2 separate regions of the Macaca fascicularis genome follow, and region 2 is linked to region 1. Evidence: chromatin contacts called from public Hi-C data. All regions are on one chromosome and are shown on one strand. Each heading gives the region's core, a stretch centred on a gene start, on an enhancer-like site or on the middle of the called end of the contact. The rest is flanking DNA. Distances are from core to core; before and after follow the strand shown.

The links. A called contact is a pair of places that touch in the nucleus more often than the background predicts.
Region 2: a Hi-C map of liver shows a contact between it and region 1, with 2.0 times the contacts expected there. The contact joins the promoter of ESRP2 here to the promoter of LOC101925346 in region 1. A contact is called at or near these places in 2 of 2 Hi-C or Micro-C datasets (liver and skeletal muscle).

What each region holds. Positions count from the first base shown.
Region 1 is chr20:64,137,631-64,143,654 of T2T-MFA8v1.1, forward strand. It overlaps LOC101925346 (lysosomal phospholipase A and acyltransferase), which reads left to right and starts at 4,083. Exons shown (of 16, transcript XR_012429041.1): 1 at 4,083-4,451.
Region 2 is chr20:64,301,780-64,307,227 of T2T-MFA8v1.1, forward strand. It overlaps ESRP2 (epithelial splicing regulatory protein 2), which reads right to left and starts at 1,530. Exons shown (of 15, transcript XR_012429048.1): 1 at 1,234-1,530; 2 at 1,020-1,148. LOC101925346 (lysosomal phospholipase A and acyltransferase) reads left to right here. Exons shown (of 16, transcript XR_012429041.1): 10 at 2,953-3,036.

The DNA.
Region 1 (6,024 bases), core at 2,833-5,332:
TGCCTTTTCTTATACTCCAACTGGAACTGGTTAGACAGAGGCTGCAGTGGTCCCCTACCCCACTAAGTCACTGAGTCCTAAGATCTACCTTCCAGTGGTGGGACTGGGCTTTGATCTCAGACCACTTCTCCCACCAGTATGGAAGCCTGGGGAAGCCCCTCCGCTGGCAGGGTCAGGTTCATTTCTGGGCTCTATGTAGGTCTGCTATTAAGATAGAGGCTGGAATGTGGGGGCTTTGAGGGACCTGGGAAGTACTGGGGAGAGGATCCTTCACAGGGGGGGAAGGTGGGGTGGGTCTAGTATATATTCTGTGACTAAGGATGTGGCAGAGATCCTGGTTGAATATGTTGGTCCTCAAATGATCTCACTTTAGCACACCTCAGTGTTGCCTTTCCTGATCTCAAAGTGACCTGCCCAAGGATGGGACTGACGGGGGGTGGAGGGGGCGCAGTTAGGCCTGAAAGCTCTGCCCATTGTTCTCACCATTTCCACCTTAAACTAGGCCACTTAGATTCCCAAACCTCTCCCTGGGCTAGTAGCCACAGCACAACATCCATCCATTCCAGCCAGCCTGATTGAGGATTTCCTCTTAGCTCATCACATTTGGGGGACAAATGGTTTTGGTATGAGCATGAGAGGAAGGGATGAGTAAGGCTGGAGAGGGTGGCAGGTCTCTCAAAGGCCACAGCAGGAAGACTGGGCTGTGTGCAAAGAATCTCTTCTACCTGCAGTTCCAGACACTTGGGTCCTTCCAGGTGTTACTCTGCTCAGAACTCTTCCCATGGGTCTCTTAAGTCTGCTCTCTGGATCAAGTCCAAACTCCTCAGCCTGGCATTTGAGGACAAAGTGCTGACCCTGTCTTCTCAGCACCCTGTGCTGACTTCAGCAACTAGCTTTCTGAGGTTGTAGTTGGCTGGTCTTATCCTCTCCTCCCAGATTGGGAGCTGCTCAAGGGCAGTCCTTGTGTCCCCTGTGGCTACCTTGGCATGGGTCTGGGGAGCAGGCACAGAAGAATCAAACAAGAGCTTGGGACAAAGGGGGATGTTTGGCATGGAGAGGAAGAACTTTTCTAAACTCTGAATTTCCTCAGAGGCTCCTGTTTTGCCTAATGGGGAATAAGGGACTGGGGTAGGCTAAACTGTGTCATCCCATGGCTCAGAGGGCACTGAAGAACTTCAACAATGGGTGCTTAGGGCCAGTCCTGTGACAGCTGATGATAAAGATGGCTTTCCCTAATTCCCAGTCTTGGGTGGCATTCATACAGGAGAGAGTGGTTGTACAGTGACCCACATAGCCCTTGTCCACCCTGGGGTTCCACCTGCTGCGCTGGTCCTGTGGGCCTCCTGGTCTCACAGGGCTCCCAGAGGGATGGAGCTGGGCCCAGATGACCTGCAGGAGCTTTGGAACTGCCTGAGGAAGAGCTCATGGGGGGACGTCCTGGCCCTAGCTGGGGCAAAGGCTGAAAGAGTATGTACATATCGGTGTGTGTGGTCAGACCCCTTCACAGGCTGCAGAGTTCCCAGCCATTGCTGACTTTCTTACACACATGGTGACTCCCTTCCTGCAGTTGGTGCCCATCCATGTCCCAGCCCTCACCATTCCTTGGTAGCTTCTCAGTTTACCCCAGATCAGAAACCCTCCCTACAATGTAACCTGTTCTAAGTGTTCTCCAGGTGCTCAGTGGCTGGGAACATAGATGCATAGCTGAGCATTTGATGTGTGGTTGAATTTTTCAAGCCATCTACAGCTTCTCTGTGGTCCCTTCCCAGTGGAGGGGCTGACCAGCCCAAGGTCTCCCTCCTGCCTGCCATCTGGTCTGACTATGGCTGATCCCATGGTTTAGGTGAAGTCATGTCTGAAAGGACTTCAGATGAGCTGGCCAAGCCTCTGGGACCTTATACTGTATCAGGATCCTGGTATATGTGGTACAAATAGGTGGACCAGCAGCCTGCCTGAGGCAGAGGGCTCCAGAGCTGATGTGGCATTTGGGCCCCAAGTTCCACACTGAGGCCCTCAAGGTTGGAGATTTGCAGGCAGGACAGGTTACCAGGAAGGATATTCCACCCATCTGATGCCAGTTGTTCCCTCTCCTTGACCACTGTTACCTTCTTCCTCTAACTTCATTCACCCCTGTCCCAGTTGAATCCAGTGATCCATCCAGAATGCTGACCATGTAAATCCCCTGCTCTAAGTCCTTCCACTGCTCCCTACTGCCGTCAGGATAAAGTCCAGACACTTTGCAGTGGCCTGCAGCATTCTGCCCATTCATCCAGCCCCACCTTTGGCTTCTGCCCACTGCAGGTACTTTCTGGTCATCAAGTCTTTGGAAATCTGTTCTCTGCCTGGAATGAAACTTGCTCACTTCTTGCCTGTCACTCCAGTTCCTACTAACCCGTCAAGGCCCTGCAGCCAGCGGGCTTATGAACTGTCTCTGAGCTCCTGGCACAACCCTCATTTCTTTGCACAGTAGTTATAGATTTGCTGGTCCCCTCTCCCCTACCCCTGAAGGGAGACTTAATTTATCTCTGAATCCCCAGGAACAGCACAGGTACCGGTACAGAACACTGGGCAGAAATGAACCAATACAAGATGAACGTCTTGGATGCTCTGGACATTCCCTGTCTTCCTGACCCAACGTCTAGTTTGGCTCCCTCTAGGGCTCCCTGGTAGCTCAAGTGTCTGTCCAGAGATTGAGATCTCTGCAAGGAGCTTCCCTTTACCCTCTCTTCCACTGGCTTTTGTGGGCGGTGTGGAATGTGCTGTAGGCCTTGTGAGAGCGGCATTTCTTTTTTTTCTTTTCTCTCTCTTTTTTTTTTTTTTTTTTTTTTTTTTTTTTTTACAACCTATTGTATCCTCTGAGAGGGCAGCATTTCTTGGATGCACCTGTACCCAAGCCTCAGACACAGCTCTGGGTTCCTCCAGCAACGCGCATCTAGGGATGCTATACCCTGTGGGCCTTGTGCCCGGGGCACGGAGCTGGGGGAAGCGGTCACCCCACTTCTCTCACCTCCCCGTCCACCTTGCGCCTCAGCGGAGCCCTAGGTAAACAAGTCAGGCTCCCAGTCCCCAAGGACGGCCTTCATCCCAGACCCCAGGAGGAGGCGTCTTGGGCCATCTCGGGAAGGCTAGCTTGCTCGAGAAGGGCAGATCACGAAAACGGTTCTTTAGGCAGTGTCACTTCCTCTCCACTGCCAGACACCCAATTTGGGCGGCTTCATCCCTCCCGCTTTCATGGATATGCACCAGGACACAGAGCTCACAACTGGCTCTCCCGCTCAATCTACTCAACTTCCAGCAAGGGACAGGCCCTGCCCATTGGGCTTCGCCGAGGCCTCAAACGCGCACGCTGTCTAGGGAGCAGCTGCGGGGGCCCGCTAGTAGGGACAAAGGCGCAGCCACCGGAGCGCAGGCTCCGCCCCGCAGAGGGTGGGCCTGCGGCGACCGCGAGCTCAGAGTCCGGACTTGTCGCGCAACCTGCCTCCTTCGGTTTCGCCCCAACCTAGCTGGACACTAGGTCCGGTCCCCGCCCTCTGGAGACTCAGCCATTAAAGTTGAGGTGGGGGGATGAGGATGTGGGCGGCGTCCAGGTAACCCTGCGGGGCCCTAATGCCTTCCCTAAAGCCAGCCATCAGGAGTAACACGATGCGCACCCACATCACCGAACCCAGAACCTCAGTGCTTCGGCACCCCTTCTTGAACATGAGCTCCGCCCAATGAGGAAAAAGGTCTTCTCCACTGGCCAGTGGTGGTCCCCTATCCAATTACAGAGGCTATCGGCCTTCTCTCGTCTAATTTAGAAGGAATCGCCGAGGGAACGCAGACCAACTACAACTCCCGAGAAATAACTGGGCTCTTCGGGGCTGGGTGTTCACGTGACTTCCTTCTCGCGGAGACCGAGTTACGCGATAGGCCTGTGAGGGGGCGGGGCCCGGCACCAGTTCGCCGCGCTAGTAGCCAATGGGCAGCCAGGTCGGACGGGCACGCGTAGGGGGCGGGGCCGGGCGCGCGGCACGGCGCGAGAGCGCGCCCGCGGCGGCGGTGGCGGCGACTGTTGGGGGGCGGGGAATATTGGCTAAGGCGACAGTGGAGGCTTAGGCACCGGTGGCGGGCGGCTGCGGCTCCTGGTGCTGCTCGGCGCGCGGCCAGCTTTCTAGCTCGGAACGGAACGCTCGCCGTCCCGGGCCCCGCCCGGAAAGTTTGCTGTGGAGTTGCGACCTCTTGGCCCGCGCGGCCCGGCATGAAGCGGCGTTAAGGAGCTGCTGCCGCCGCTTGCCGCCGCTTGCCGCCGCTTGCCGCCGCCGCCGCCGCCGCCGCCTGAGGAAGAGCCGCAGCACCCTGGGCCACGCCGATGACTACTGCAAACTGTGGTGCCCACGACGAGCTCGACTTCAAACTCGTCTTTGGCGAGGACGGGGCGCCGGCGCCGCCGCCCCCGGGCTCGCGGCCTGCAGGTGGGTGCCGGGCCAGGCGGGACCGTGGAGCGACCCCGCTTCTCGCTCGCAGGATCTCTCGCTCCCTCCCTGTTCTCTTGGATGACCGGAGACCGATAACCCCTTGTGTGTGTGTGCGCGCGCGCGCGTGTGTGTGGCGAGTTAAAAACGGATTTAAATCGCTGAGGAGGCGTGTGGGTCGCTGCAACGTGGAAGTGGTGGCGGGCTTGGCTGGAAGCAAACTAGTGGGGAACTCGACTCCGGGACGATCGGGGTTTGGAGGCCCAGGGTCCGGGCTGCTGCCCAAGTGGCGTCTGGTTGTTGCTGCTTTGCCAATGTGTTGCAAGGAAAATGTCCCTGTGAATTGTTAGCGCACTGGGTTTTTCATCTATTCTAGGTCGTTTCTTGAAATGTGCGTTTGAAAGATGCTTGTTTTTCAACGGTAGGACCCCTCTAAAAATCACGCACATGTTTCTTTAAATCTACTTTGCTAGGAGAGTAATGCTTTCGAGTTAACGTCCACTCGTGCAAGTTTATCACCCACAGTTAATTCGAAGTGTAACTGTAACGGGACTTTTCTGGAGACTCGATTTCCTTACTTGAATAAAATGTTCCGGAAGATTTTTTTTTTTTTTTTAATCGCGGGTTGCTTTTTTCATAATTTTCCTGGAAAGTTCTAGAAGTCGATTTTTATTTAAAGAAAAACCTCTCCTTGGCAGATATTTTAAAGGAAATCTTGAATTGGGCAAGCTGGGCACCATAATGCTTGCAGGTCAGACCAATCAGGAAATAGAAACAGGATGACTGGGGACTTAGAGGTCTTTTGTGACCTGGTTTGGAATACTGTGGTTCATTAAGTTCAGTTTCCCTGTTACATATGCATACGAACTTCGCAAAGGAAATGGGTAAGATATTTTTTCTTGCCTGGTGTGAGGTGAATTTCTTAATGTTCATGTTGATGTTCAATAGACTGTTCTGTAGAGTTGCATTGCAAAACATACCTGAACGTGAGGCATGAGGATTCTCTAGGCGGTACTTATTTTATTGGTCCTTTTAGTCTTAATATGCTAGATGTCTTTTTCACTGTAGTACATAATTTATAATAGTTATGTGTTGGCTGCGTTTATTTTCAATTCCATTCACATAATTTGAGCACCTATTACGTTGAACCACTCTTACGGACCTTGTTGTGTTATGATGATGATGCAGAGGACTGAGGCTCCTTAAGGAGTTTGGGAAGTAGTTGGAGGAGACACATAGTCCAAGTAATAACTGTGCTACTAGGAAATCTGTGAATGGTGATGCATTTTGTAGTAGAGGAAGAAACAAAAAAAGTGGCATTTGTGAAGAGTGTAGCATTGAATTGTACCTAGATTATCGGGACTTGAAAGAAAAACAGCTTGAGTATTTTTATTGTAAAAGAGAGAAACAGTTGATGATGTCAGCAAACTTTTATTGGGCACAAACTTGATTAGAGCATATTATATACAAATATATGATCAATAAGGGTGTTAACCAAACATATGAATAATAAAGGAATTGAGTGACTACATAAGTAGGAATTGTATATACAACCAAAATATTGAATAACATT
Region 2 (5,448 bases), core at 280-2,779, 160 kb after region 1:
GGGCAGCATGAGCTTTGACCCACACCCTATCGACCGGCTGGCACTGAGCTGTTTGCTCATAGAGGGGGTGGCACTCCTGAGGCTGCCCAGCCCTCCCCCAGCCTCCATGCTGGCTGGAGAAGTATAAGCACTAATCACTGATCCACGGACCCTCCCTGCCAATTCGGTGAAACTTTACAACCTGAGGCTGACAGAGCAAGGCAACCCAGCTCTCCTCCAGCAAACTCCCCAAGTGAAGGGCCCAAAGCCCTTCTGAAACAAAGAATCATCATCGTGGTGCCTCCTCATCAGGAACCACAAGAGTTGTTGGAAGATGAAAGAATGTGTGCGTATAAAGGACTTAGACTATTACACTCAAGAGTCAGACACAGAGTGAGCGACGTAGTGAAGATAAGGAAAAGAAAACAGCAATGGAAACCACCTCCCACTTCAGCTAGGGCAGGAAGCACCCCAGGCCTTTGCACTCAGCAGGCAGATAGTCCCCCAGGCCAGGCCGGGACAGCGCCCACGCCTGGCCAGCCGGCCGGGACAGGCCTAGACGAGCAGTTTACACCTGGCGGCGTCTACCTCTAGGGCCGACACCGCCCTACGCCTCCACTCCAGCGGCTCCCAAGCGGGCCGAAGACGCGGGCGGCAAGGACTGGCGACCTATATGGGCCCCTCGACCCTTTTCGCTTCCGACTGCGGCTCAGGGAGACCTGACCCAGCAGGTCTCCCAAAGGCGTCTCGGCCTCGCTCCCCGGGCGGGAACTGGGGATGGATCCCAAAGCCTGCGTCCCGATCCCTTCGGTAGGAGTAGGTTCCTGCAATGGTTGAAAAGTAAGGCGCCCAGGGGAATGGCCGGCACGCGCGGATGAAAGGGACACGCACACGCGAGAGTCGCTCAAAGTTTCAAACAAGACCCCGTCCTGCCGCCCGGTCCGGTTGGTTGCGGCACGCCAGGTCTAGCCTCCGGCAGCCTCTCCCGCCCAGAAATGTCCTCACGGCCAGGCCGTGCCGCCACCCACCCCAGCGCTCACCTGCTGCAGCACCTTGTCCAGCGGCTCTGCCCGCGCCAGGCTGTCGGCGCTCAGGCCGCTAGCCTCGCGGCATTGCGTACTCAGTGCGGCCGCCTCGGCGCGAACCAGAGATTTGTGCAGCGTCCCCACCTGTGAGCGGCGGGGGAAACCGATCAGCCGCGCCCCTCGACCCCGGAAGCTCCCTGGGGACCTCACCGCCTCCTTTCCACCCTACCTGGCGGCTCCGCGGCTCAACCACTTGCCAGACTAGGAGGATTAAGTCGGTCTCATCCGAGCCCAGGTCTCGTCCCAGCGCACCCGCCGTAGCCCCGAACAGGACGACCAGTGATCCGGGACAGGGGCAGGGGTCTGCGGCGGGGTCAGCCCCGGGGTCAGGGCCTGGGGGCGGGGGCGGCGGCGGAGTCATGGCCGCAGAGGAAGGCGGCGCTCGGCCAGACACACGCGGACCGACGAGGCGCACGCAGGCACCGACCGACGGCAGACGCGGATCAGCTTGGGCGGGACACCGTGTGTCGGGGGCGGCACCTGCGGCCCGGCTGGCTCAGTGGGCGCTGCCGAGACCCGCCCGTGGCGCCCCGCGGGGCGGGGCGGCTACCGGCCCACGCCCTCTCCAGGCTAGTTACCTGCCTGCCCCGCCGGCCACGTGACAGGGGCGGCCCCGGGAACCTTGGGGGAGGGCCGCCACAACCCAGCCCAGGACGCAAGAACTCATAATCCCGGTGTGGGTGTACGCTCAGGATCCGGATTCCTGCTTCTAGGGCTGGTCCTGCCTGATTCTTGGGGCTAACCCGTTCTTCGCTCTCCCCCCACTCTTCCCCAGGGGCCGTCAGGCCTCTGCAAAGGACCATGCAAGAGGCCTTCTCTACTCCGAGAGAGTCACACAGGACCTATGGAAGGCGCCAGGAGGCAGTCTAGGGGCTATGGGGGTCACCACGGCAGGTCTGGGGTTGATGGAAGTCAAAGGGTCAAGGGGGCGGCGAGAGTTGCCGGGTATCACCCTGTGGGGGGATCACCAGAAGTCAGCTGGGAAAGGGGAGGGCGGCGGGAACATCAGGGTTGTTAGAGCTGTGGGGTGGTCACCAGGGATCACAGGTAAGGGTTTGTCCATGCAGACGCTAGGGCCGAGCGGTAGCCTGGCACTGAGAAGTCGTTGTGGGTTGGAAGTGAGCAGGCCTCAATGCTGGGGGAAAGGAACCCCCCCAACCCCAGAGAGCTGCACCCTAGACAAGGCTGAGAGGGGTAGAAGGGGCCTGGAGCCTCGGAACTCCCACGTGTGGGGGCCTTCCTGCTTTCGTCCCTTTCTCGACGATGGAGAAGCTGCCTGGAGATTGCGAGCGCTCTGGCGGATGGGGGAGCTAGCGTTGAGCGTGTGTGCGCGCGTGCGGGCTGCGGATCCTCCCTTTTCCATCCCGCACCTACAACCCCATTGACAGTCCCGCGTTGGGGGCTCCCAGTGCCCCCTTCGCCCAGTGGAGCTTGGTGAGGCTCCTTTATGGTGCATTTCCCGGCCGTTCCTTACTTTCCCAAACTCTCCCAGGGAGGTGACTGAGAAACTGAATAAGTGACTGAGAAACGGAATAATCCAGCAGGAAGGAGGGGGCTCCAGCCTGGCGGGAACTGAGTCACGCGGTTGCCTAGCCCGACTCGAGACTGAGACAGGAGCCACGCCACGCGCTTTCGAACAAGGAGGGTGCTGCATCCCCGTCCCCGGACAATGGAGAGAGCGGAGCACCCTGGCGCATCCCCAGAGCTCATGCCCGGGGAAGGGGCGAGGCCCGGGGCTAGAGAGCTCGGCGTGGCTCCACTTGGCAGCTAAAGAAACAGGCGCCCGGGACGGAAATGACTCCCGCCCGGACACGGCGACAGGGAGAGAAAGGAAAGTGCATCCTTCGCCCGGCGGGTTCGAGCCACTAGCACTTTACTTTCCTTACAGGTGGAGGCGGGCCTTGGTGCGCGGCTGCCCATCTCCGGACCGCCCACCAGGGCACTGGCCCATGTGTCTCTTCCCCCGGAAACGGTAAGCAAATCAGGCGCGGGGGGAAGGGAGAACGTTGCTCTTCGGACCCCGCCTCCCGATAAGCCCGGAATGTCAAATATTTGTTCGCGGGGCAGGGCGCATCCGCGAGTAAGGCTCCTCCCCCTCCCGCCCCGTAGCGCGCCTGCGCCTGGCGGAGGCGGCCCTTCCTGCGGCCACGCCCTTCCAGACAATTTCCATGAACCTGTGTCCCTAACCCCCGCAGTCCTAAAGCTCCACAGAAGCACGTCGTTTCCTCCTCGGCTCCTGTCTGGGTCCCAATCCTACAGCACAGGGTCACAGCGTCCCCGCCCGGGGGTCCGGACGCTGCTCGGTCTCCATTTCGTCCCTCCTGGCGACCTCATCTGTGCAGCCTCTAGGCCCTTTTTCCTCTTCAGTGTGGGTCTCGACACTCACTCTTCACGGAAGCCTCCTTCGCGAGGTGACTGCTCCGTTGTGGCGTCTCTGGCCGTCCTGAGCGCTTTCCCATGGATGACGCGCTTATGCGTGCCCAAGTTGCCGCTGGGTCGTGAACCTGAGGCGCGGGCTGGTAGCGCAGTGCGACTCCCCTAAACTACCCCGAGAGCCCATCCGGCCGGCCCCATAGCAAGACAACTCCTGTCGCTTGGATTCTTTATATTTTTTATTTTTTTTAATTTTTATTATTCTTTTCTTTAAGACGGAGTTTCGCTCTTGTTGCCCAGACGGGAGTGCAATGGCGCGATCTCGGCTTACTGCAACCTCCACTTCCCAGGTTCAAGTGATTCTCCTGCCTCAGCCTCCCAAGTAGCTGGGATTACAGGCATGCACCACCACGCCTGTGCTTCTTTAGTAGAGACTGGGTTTCACCATGTTGATCAGGCTGGATGGTCTCGAACTCCTGACCTCAAGTGATACACACACCTCGGCCTCCCAAAGTACTGGGATTACAGGCGTGAGCCCGGCGTATTCTATTTATTTATTTATTTATTTATTTATTTATTTATTTATTTATTTTTGAGACAGGGTCTCACTCTGTCGCCCAGGCTGGAGTGCAACAGCGCAATCTCTGATCACAGCAGCCGCAACATCCCCGGGGCCCAAGCGATCCGCCCACCTCAGCCTTCCAAGTTGCTGGGACCACAGGTGTGCGCCGCCACCACGCCCGGCTAATTTTTGTATTTTTTGCAGAGACGGGGTCTCGCCATGTTGACCAGGCTGGTCTCGAAATACGCCCACCTCGGCTTCCCGAAGGGCTAGAATTACAGGCGTGAGCCACTGCGGGCCCAGCTCCAACCCTTGGATTCTTCTTTAAAAACCAAATTCGTTTAAATACCGGGCCGGAGGGTGCGGTCCTGCTTTGCTGAGATCCCTTACTCATCTTCAGATGAGTCCTCCCAGATCACCCCATTATTACTAAACAACCCACACTGCTAACCCCAACCGTCCCTCATTGCTTCTTTCTGCCCCCCCGATCCCCCCAACTTAACCAACTTATAACTTGATTTTTAATCGTTTATTGTCTCCCTGCTCCATCATCCCATCCTCGAAGATAGAGGCTTACCTCCATTGCCTGTCACTGAATGAATGAACCGTTGTCTAAGGCTAGCTGCTTCTGCCATAGGGTATTTCAGCAATGGTAAGACACAGGCCTTCGCAGTAGGGTCTCATCTGTGTCCTTTCCTCCTCTCCAGTCCTGCCCCTTGTCTAGTTAACCCCAGTTCTTCCTCCAGAATTTTTTTTTTTTTTTTTTTTTTTTTTTTTAGAGTCTGCTCCGTGCCCCAGGTTAGAGTGCAATGATCCCGGCTCACTGCAACCTCCGCCTCCCGGGTTGACGCGATTCTTCTGCCTCAGCCTTCCGAGTAGCTGGGACTACAGGCGCACGCCACCATGCTCGGTTAATTTTAATTTTTATTTTTATTTATTTTTTTTGTTGTTGTTGAGACGGAGTCTCGCTTTGTCACCCAGGCTGGAGTGCAGTGGCCGGATCTCAGCTCACTGCAAGCTCCGCCTCCCGGGTTTGCGCCATTCTCCTGCCTCAGCCTCCCGAGTAGCTGGGACTACAGGTGCCCGCCACCTCGCCCGGCTAATTTTTTGTATTTTTTTTTAGTAGAGACGGGGTTTCACCGTGTTAGCCAGGATGGTCTCGATCTCCTAACCTCGTGATCCGCCCGTCTCGACCTCCCAAAGTGCTGGGATTACAGGCTTGAGCCACCGCGCCCGGCCAATTTTTATATTTTTAATAAAGATGGGATTTCCCCATATTGACCAGGCTGGTCTCGGACTCCTGACCTCGTGATCCGTCCGCCTCGGCCTCCCAAAGTGTTGGGATTACAGGCGTGAGCCACTGCTCCCAGCCTTCCTCCAGATTTTCTACCTTCCGCAGCAGGGGTCCCCTCTGTAGTTTTGAGATTTCTGTACTTCTCTGAAAATTGT